3 separate regions of the Sus scrofa genome follow, and all the other regions are linked to region 2. The links are chromatin contacts, called in public promoter capture Hi-C maps. All regions are on one chromosome and are shown on one strand. Each heading gives the region's core, a stretch centred on a gene start, on an enhancer-like site or on the middle of the called end of the contact. The rest is flanking DNA. Distances are from core to core; before and after follow the strand shown.

Evidence for each region. Promoter capture Hi-C pulls out the DNA fragments that hold promoters and counts their contacts.
Region 1: a promoter capture Hi-C map of liver shows a contact between it and region 2, with 4 times the contacts expected there. The contact joins the promoter of USP49 here to the promoter of MRPS10 in region 2. A contact is called at or near these places in 1 of 5 promoter capture datasets (liver) and 1 of 47 Hi-C or Micro-C datasets (epiblast stem cells).
Region 3: a promoter capture Hi-C map of fetal liver shows a contact between it and region 2, with 4 times the contacts expected there. The contact joins the promoter of TOMM6 here to the promoter of MRPS10 in region 2. A contact is called at or near these places in 3 of 5 promoter capture datasets (fetal liver, fetal skeletal muscle and liver), 8 of 47 Hi-C or Micro-C datasets (brain, heart right ventricle, liver and 4 more) and 1 of 2 datasets of contacts at active chromatin or transcription factors (alveolar macrophages).

The regions. Positions count from the first base shown.
Region 1 is chr7:37,052,619-37,055,318 of Sscrofa11.1, forward strand. It overlaps USP49 (ubiquitin carboxyl-terminal hydrolase 49), which reads right to left and starts at 1,409. Exons shown (of 8, transcript XM_021098683.1): 1 at 1,325-1,409.
Region 2 is chr7:37,327,907-37,330,606 of Sscrofa11.1, forward strand. MRPS10 (28S ribosomal protein S10, mitochondrial) reads right to left here and starts at 1,340. Exons shown (of 7, transcript XM_005665997.3): 1 at 1,207-1,340. The coding sequence starts at 1,254.
Region 3 is chr7:36,975,221-36,977,920 of Sscrofa11.1, forward strand. It overlaps TOMM6 (mitochondrial import receptor subunit TOM6 homolog), which reads left to right and starts at 1,258. Exons shown (of 1, transcript XM_013977927.1): 1 at 1,258-1,658. The coding sequence starts at 1,527. The coding sequence ends at 1,658. It overlaps PRICKLE4 (prickle-like protein 4), which reads left to right. Exons shown (of 8, transcript XM_021098686.1): 5 at 1-128; 6 at 589-1,654; 7 at 2,400-2,504. The coding sequence ends at 962.

The DNA of each region.
Region 1 (2,700 bases), core at 159-2,658, 280 kb before region 2:
CTGACCCACGCAGACCTTCTGGAGCATCTCCTCCACAGTACACTTGATTCCCATCCCTGTGCCGTCTACCCCAGCTCTGCATCCATCCGGCTTCCCCAAGCCTCTCTCAACCCTCTTCCCTCACTCCCCATCTCATCCTTTAAATCCTGGGGTCCATCTCCATCTCCTCACCGTCTGCTTTTAGCCTCGTCTCTACACCTCACTGTCTGCACCTTGGATTTTTCGGAACCTCGTCAATTAACACAATTCCCCAGTTACCTTGTCCCAGATCGCCATCTCGTCTCACACCCTCACTCTCTCCTTTCAGCTTTTCCGGTCCCCGAATTGTCCTACGAACGCCCCATCTCTCAGCTCTATTTCCTTTCACCCTTCCACTTCTACCGCACTTATTCTTAACTCCACCTGGTACTAGTCCAGTGTCTCATTCGCCCTCGCTCACTTTCAACAATTTCCACCCACCGCCCACCCACTAACCCATACCTTTCTCAGAACCTTGCAGTTCCCACCCACCGCCGGTCCCAGTCCTTCAGCTCATCTCGCTCTGCACTAGTTCACACCCTTGTCACGTCTGGCTCTTAATCACTCTCCCTCCTCTACTCTCAACTACTACCCCAGCTCTGCCCCTCCTTGCCTTCCACTTCCAACTCTTACCCCAGTATCCCTCACCCCACTACGAGCCCCTACCAAGCTTACCCCTCCAAACCCGTGCTCTCACACCGAACCCGTGGATCCCTCTTCCCAGGCTGGTCTTCCTAACCTATTCCCTGCCCGGCTTCCTTATCACCCACCCTGGGTTTTGCCTGCTTCCTACCTCCCTAGCTGGCTTTTTCTCACTCCTCCTCTCCCTGCCTTCTAACCTTTTCTCCCCTTAATCCTCCTCATCTCAAGCTCAGACCCGTTCCCCCCAACCGCCCTCAAACCTTCCTTCCCTTCTCCCCTCAAGGCTTTTACCCCAAACCCAGTGGTCGCCCACCCCGCCAAAATAAAGGGCTGGCGCGCCGGGACTGCCGGCTCTGGCCCCCCGCCGGACCCCGCCCCGGGCGCCCCCAGCCCGCCGGCGCCGCGGTCCCGCCCCCTGCCGCCGCTCCTCCCGCCCGCGAGGCGCGCGCCGCCTTTGTCGCCCCTCACCCGGTGTGTGAGGATTTTGCTTCTTTAAAGGGGAGGGCCCGTGTGCTGGAGACTCCTGTCCCCGCCTCTGAGTCTCAGAATGGGCTCCCCGGCCGTCGCGTCCTCCCCGGCCCCCGGCCCCCCCACCCCCTGGAGCTACCCGCTTCGCAGCCGCCCCCCTCCTCCGCCCCCTCCCCCGACCCCCCCCTCTATTTACCGCCATCATCAGCACGCGCGAGCTGTCACCAGGGCGCGAGACAACCGAACATGGCCCCGCCCCCTGCCCGCCCATTGGCCCGCCCGCTGGAGCCCCGCCCCCCGGGCCCCGCATTGCGCCAACGGCGCAGCGCTGGGCCCCGACTCGGCACAGACATCCTCTCCGAGGGTTCGCGCCGGGGCGGCCGAGTTTAGGGTTAGCCACCGACGCGCCGCCGATTTGAGCCCGGCGTAAGGGGCGGCGGCGTAGAGAAGCGTTGTGAATCGCGGGTCGAAGTTTGGTTGAAGCACAGGAGGGTAAATAAGGAGGTTTCCAGACAAAGAGACTCTTAAAGGTACAGAGTCTTACGGCTATTCCCTCCTCCTTAAAGGGCCAGAGACTCGCCAGAGCCATCTCCACCCCCTTTCTCCCCGGCCCTTCTGCCCGCAGAACCGTAAAGGAATTTTACGATAGTTCCCCCGCACTCCTTTTGGAGCTCCTTTAACATCTCTGCCCACTGCCGAGGGGGAAAGATTTCCTCGCTATCCCGTCTGTTTTTGTTTTGTTCTGTTAAGTCTTTATTTTTCACTATGTCCGAAAGAAGCAGCCTCCGAACTGTGGGTTTCCTGAGGCAGCGTTTGTAAAAGTTACTATTGGCTCCCAGGCGGGTGAGCACGTGTCTGACTTTCGCCACTGATGACCCAGGGGGGGATTCAGCTGTTTTACGGAAATACCTCCAAGGAAAAGGTTTGCCGCTTTAAACTGAGTTAAGTTCAGCAGACCGTGGGGATAGAGACCCCAGGGAAACAGAACAGTGACTATTTCTGCAAGTCTCTGCCTCAGAAAAGGCTTCCTTCCCGAGCAGCCTCTGGGGTGCATTGTCCAGACTTAACTTGCGGGGTGGGGTAGGGGTGTGTGTGTGTGTGACATTTCCTACAAATAAGACCAACACTGTTACATCACGCAACAGCAAGGCTGAACAGCTAATACATTAAAATACAAGGTCAAGGAAGAGAAATATATGCATTGCCAGCTACACCGGGTCAAGGCTACATACTTGTAAAAATGAAATAGAGAAGCAACAAAAGCCAAAGAACAACAAATAAAATAAAAAAGGGGAGAGAGCAGGTGCACGTGTAAGCATGAAACTGCAATGCCTGGAGCCAAACCTGTGAAATCATTTCCAAAACTAATTCACTTAGACATTTTATTTTTTTTTTTTATTTTATTTATTATTATTTTTTTTTTGTCTTTTTGCTATTTCTTTGGGCCGCTCCCGCGGCATATGGAGGTTCCCAGGCTAGGGGTCGAATTGGAGCTGTAGCCACTGGCCTACGCCAGAGCCACAGCAACGCTGGATCCGAGCCGTGTCTGCAACCTACACCACAGCTCACGGC
Region 2 (2,700 bases), core at 90-2,589:
CTGGTTCTTAAATTCTGGTCCGAGGACATTTTCACTGTGGGCTGGAGAGATTAAACTTACTTCCATAATAATAGTAAGACGTTATTTGCAACTTTGCCATTCTGTCACCAGTGTGCAGTGAAGTTTTCCAGACACTGTGGTATAGCAACAGACTGCAGAAGCTGCTGTGAAACCCCAGCTGTCTTCTATTAAGCCAAAATCAGAGATGTGCAAAAACATCTCTTCTCACTAAATTTGTTTCGGAAAATCTAGTTGTACCCCATACAAAGATTAATTACGTTAACATGTAATGAGTTTATTAGTGTTATTTTAATTTTTTACTTTTCTTTTTAGGGCTGCAGGTGCAGCATACGGAAATTCCCAGGCTAGGGATTGAATGGGAGCTGCAGCTGAGGGCCTACACCACAGCCACAGCAAAGCGGGATCCGAGCCCCGTCTGCGACCTACACTGCAGCTCATGGTAACGCTGGATCCTTAACCCACTGAGCGAAGCCAGGAATCCAACCCGCGTCCTCATGGATGCTAGTAGGGTTCCATACTGCTGCGCCACAATGGGAACTCCCAGCGCTATTTTTAAAGGAAAACGCATTTTAAAGATTCTTGGTTGTAATTTCCAGTAAGCTAAACATTCACAGCTAAAACCCACAAAAATAAAAGCTCTCTGGAGTCCTCAACCATTTTTAGAGTGTAAAGGGGTGCTAAGGCTAACTTGAGAACTGATGCTAAAGGTTTTGTTTCTTTCTCCAAAGAACCGAGCAGAGGTTATCCAACCAACTCCTCTGACTTCAGCGACTCTCATCTAAGTCTCAGAAACCCGGCTATCAGCAAGGTATCTCAGTCTGGTTCCGCGGGAAGCGTCAAAGGTCTCATGCCACCTCATTTCAGAGAGATGAAACTTCCTGCCTGTTCTGAGCCTCGGTTTATTTCGCAAATGTGAAAGGCCGGGTCTGGAACTTTCGCTGTCCTATATTCTTTACAGCTTTGACACTCTGATTCTTCCTGTTGCCCTGACTCATTACGTTTTATCCTATGAAAAGAAACTCGACAAAACATCAGCCCTTTTCTCGCTCCTTCCCTGCAAACAACGGGCTGAGATAAGGAATAAATATCGCGGAGGGCTCCAGATTGGCAGAACGACACGCGACGGCCAGACATAGAGGCAACTGTATCCGTAAGTCCGCCTAATACCCTCAGCGCGCCCGGTACCTGCCAGAGACGCCGGGCCAGCGCCCCAAACGCCGTTCGCGCCGCCATCTTGCCGCCCCAGCTTCCCGGGATCGCTTCCGGGGTCACAGAGCCATCCTCTGACCATAGAGTTCCGCAAAAGGAAAGAGTGTATCCCTGTGTTCCGGCTCAGGAACAACCATAGAGACGTGATCCTACGCTCTCTGAGGGTGGGACTGTGAATACAGCCAGCTTCCTTCCGGTCGCAGCCGGGCCGGTAAAGCTTCAGCTGGTACCTGGAGGGATACTGAATTCCGCCAGCGTTTCCCTCTTCAAATTACGGTTCCTGTTTTGTTGGAGGCAAACATAACAAATACATGCTTGGAAAAAAAGTATATATTGATGTCATGTCAGCTGATATATTGACAATGTTATCTCTGAGTTAGTGGATTAATGGTTGATTTATTTTCCCGTTATGACGCAGCGAAGCGCTTGTGTACCCGTGGCCCGCAGAAAGCCAAAGTGACAGCGGGAGTTCGCTCCAAAGTAAGGATTTATTGCAGGGCGCCAAGCAAGGGAGTGGGAGACAAGCCTTAGATGTACTCCAACTTGGTCTTTGAGTTAGGTGGGTTTTGTTTTGTTTTGTTTTAAGAGGAAGAGCAAAACAGCTGGGATTAGTCATTGTCTTGTGACATTTCTGAATTGTAGAGTCAAGAGTCATGATGTCACTGGTTTAACGATTCCCTGGCCAGGTGGTCCAAAGCTCCTGGTCTCTTAGCTCATTTTGCCCTGGAGGAACGACCTGAGGTTGTACTTAAGTGATGATGTCTGTAATAGCCATAGTCTTGGCAGGTTATCCAGGGGCCCTTCCGGAACCGGATTACGTCTTTCAATTGTGACATTCACAATTGGCTGGTCTCTCTTAGCCAGAGGAGTTTTCCCATAGCTCTGCAACTCTATTGCGGCTTCTTCCAGGGCTCTTCAGCCCGTCTCTGCCTTGAGTAGCTTCAGCTGGGTGACAGTTCTGCAGCTGTCAATGATGGTGACATTACAGCTTGAGAACAATCTTACGTGTGTTATCTAATCTGATCCTCACAAGAATACATACATTTTATCCTAATTTAAAAGGTGAAAAAACCGAAGCCCAGAGTGAAATGACTCAAAGTCATTATGATGAGTTAGTTACAGCTGAACCAATGACCATCATCAAAAATCCTAGTTCCGGAGTTACCATTGTGGCTCAGCAGAAACGAATTGAGCATCCATGAAGATGCAGGTTCGATCCCCGGCCTCGCTCAGTGGGTTAAGGATCCAGCGTTGCCATAAGTTGTGGTGTAGGTCGAAGACACAGCTCGGATCCCACGTTGCTGTGGCTGTGGTGCAGGCCAGCAGCTGTAGCTTCGATTAGACCTCTAGCCTGGGAACCTTCATATGCTGAGTTCGGCCCTAAAAAGAAAGAAAAAAATCCTAGTTCAGTGCCCTTTGCACCCCTCCAGCTGACCTCAGTAAGCTCCAGTCTCTTAAGTCTCTTTTGGA
Region 3 (2,700 bases), core at 8-2,507, 350 kb before region 2:
CGGGCCCTTGGGCGGGGGACTTTATGCCCTGCCGGGGGGTGACCCCTGCTGCCCCAGCTGCTTTGAGAGTCGCTATTCAGATGCCGGCTCGAGGCCGGCTGGAACCCAGGAAGGCAGGGCGTCCCTGGGTAAGGGAGGAGAAGGAGCAGATAGATCAAAGGGGAAGGGGGCAGCGGCTTGGGCTGGGCTGAGGGGGGGCGTTCTCCCGGGCTGGGACCCTCACCCCGGTCCCACGCCGTCCCGTCCCTCCAGTAGCGCCCCCGTCGTCCCCACCGCACCCCAGACCCGAGCCTCGGGGCCCGCAGCTCTCACCGCGCCTCCCTGGCCGGAGCGCTCCAAGGGCCTCCCGAACCCTCCCCGCGCCGCGGTTGGGGCTGCGGCTCGGGACTCGCTCCGGAGCTGGGGCCGCGGCTGCCCTCTGGTGGGCGGAGGCGGGGTGGGGCGGGAGCCGGGAGAGGACTTGCGGCGGCGGCGCGCACGGCCCAGGGGCGGGGCGGGAGGCTGGGCCCCGACGGGGACTGGCCGCCCGGATCCTGCAGAGAAGACTAGAGGCTCTGAGGCGGGTGTTTCTGACCCGGCCTGGCACAGGAGAGGCGGAGCTCGGCAGAGGTGAAGACCCCGACAGCTACCTGCGGAAGTCTGCGTCCATCTCCCGGGCAGCCCTTCTCGCCACTGGCGACAACTCTAGTGTGGAAACCCAGACGGAGATGCTTGGATCCAGTCCGGAGCAGGAGTGTCAAGCTGGGAACAAAGCGGAGGCACCCAAAGGGCAAGAGCAGAGCCTCCTGGAGACTCCTCTTGATCCCAAGGAGGACGCTCCCTGCCCCACCTGCTCCTCTTCCTCTGAATCGGAACCCGAAGGATTTTTCTTAGGCCAGCGGCTTCCCCGGCCCTGGGAGACCCCCAGAAGTCTCCAAGCTGGGGACAGCGACACCTCCAGGAAGCATTGCACCATTTGCTAGTAGCGCAACCCGGAGAATGAGGGGCTGGTGGGAGGGTGAACTGTAGGGCAAGAGAGCGAGGTTCCCCCCCCCAATATAAAAATCCTAGACTGAACGTTATCAGGGCCGTGGCTGGGAGAGGCGGCGAGATGATAAATTCGGAGTGCTTCCTTTCAGCCCGCACACTTTTCGTGGAGACTCTTGTGGAACCCCATTCCCCAAAGCTACGCATCCCCTCTAAGAGAGCCCCTATCCGACCCCAACAGGCTGGGCAGCCCCATCCCCCTCATCCTCCTCCTGAGCCAATGAAGTGATCACTCAAGAGACCACTAGTGATGATGACGGGTGGGCGAAAGCCAAGAGGGAGCTGGAGGTGGAACCCGACCAGGGGAGGTTGGAGCTGGGCGGCGCTTCGCTTCCCGCAGAGCTTGGAGTTCTCCCTCCCTCCCGGAGTCGGGTCGAGCTGCAGCAGCGGCGCCCTCTGCCTGCTGGTAGCCGGCGGAAGTGCAAGACCGGAAATTGCGTGATCCGCCGGCGCCGGCACGGTGGGTAGAGAGAGGCCTCGCAGAGTTCGGAGGTGCTGCCATGACTTCCACTGGGGTTGGCGTGAACCCTGCGGGCTCGTCAAATGAAGCTCCCGAAATTCCAGACAACGTGGGAGATTGGCTTCGGGGCGTCTACCGCTTTGCTACCGATAGGAATGACTTCCGGAGGTAACCGAGGCGCGGGAGCTGGGTCCCTTCTTCGCCGAGGCTAGACCCTCCCGATTTTTTACACTGCCAACATCTTGATCTCTTCGTGGCTCTGGGTGTGCTTTGCCGAGGCCTTTGACTGGGAGAGTTCCGCCCGGCCAGAGCGCTCTTTTCAGTCGCGGGCTCTGTCTAGAGACTCTCACCCTGACCACAGGGACCCAGGGAGAGGAGACACCAACACGTAAAACAGGCTTTTCGACCCTGAAAGGCTGCTTTGCACTTGACTCTGCTGTTATTAGATATGGAAACGCGCCCTAAATAACCACGTGGGTCTTGGGCAACCTATTACGGAATGATCAACGCTTCTGCGATTTTAAGCAATGTTTTTGCCTCGGGGAGGTTTTTCTAGGGTGATGATGGGAAGCCTTTTCCCTCAGTGTCTTTCATTAACCGAAGACACTTGACTCAGGGACCACAGGGTTAATGGGATGCATTTTTTTTTTTTCTTTTTTAAGTGCCGCATCTGCGGCATATGGAGGTTTCCAGGCTAGGGGTCGAAATGGAGCTGTAGCCGCTGGCCTACACCACAGCCACAGCGGTGCAGGATCCGAGCTGCGTCTGCCGCCGACACTACAGCTCACGGCAAAGCCGGATCCTTAACCCACTGAGCGAGGCCAGAGATTGAACCTGTGTCTTCACGGTTACGAGTCAGATTCGTTTCCTCTGAGCTACGACGGGAATTCCATGGAATGCATTCTCTTTCCAGGAACTTGATCCTCAATTTGGGGCTCTTTGCTGCAGGCGTTTGGCTGGCCAGGAATTTGAGTGACATTGACCTGATGGCACCTCAGCCAGGGGTTTAGCCATAAAGGTAAGCACTAACCACTGTTCCACTTGTTTTAGGCATCCTGTAGGCTGGGAGAAGATATAATTTATATCAGCCATTCACACAACAGTTTAATGGTTAATAGGAGAGAGACTGGATGTAAAACCAACTCTTGGCTATTCCTGGTTAAATGTGTTTCCAGATGTTGCAAGGTTTTTGAGTCAATTACCAGTTTCCCTCC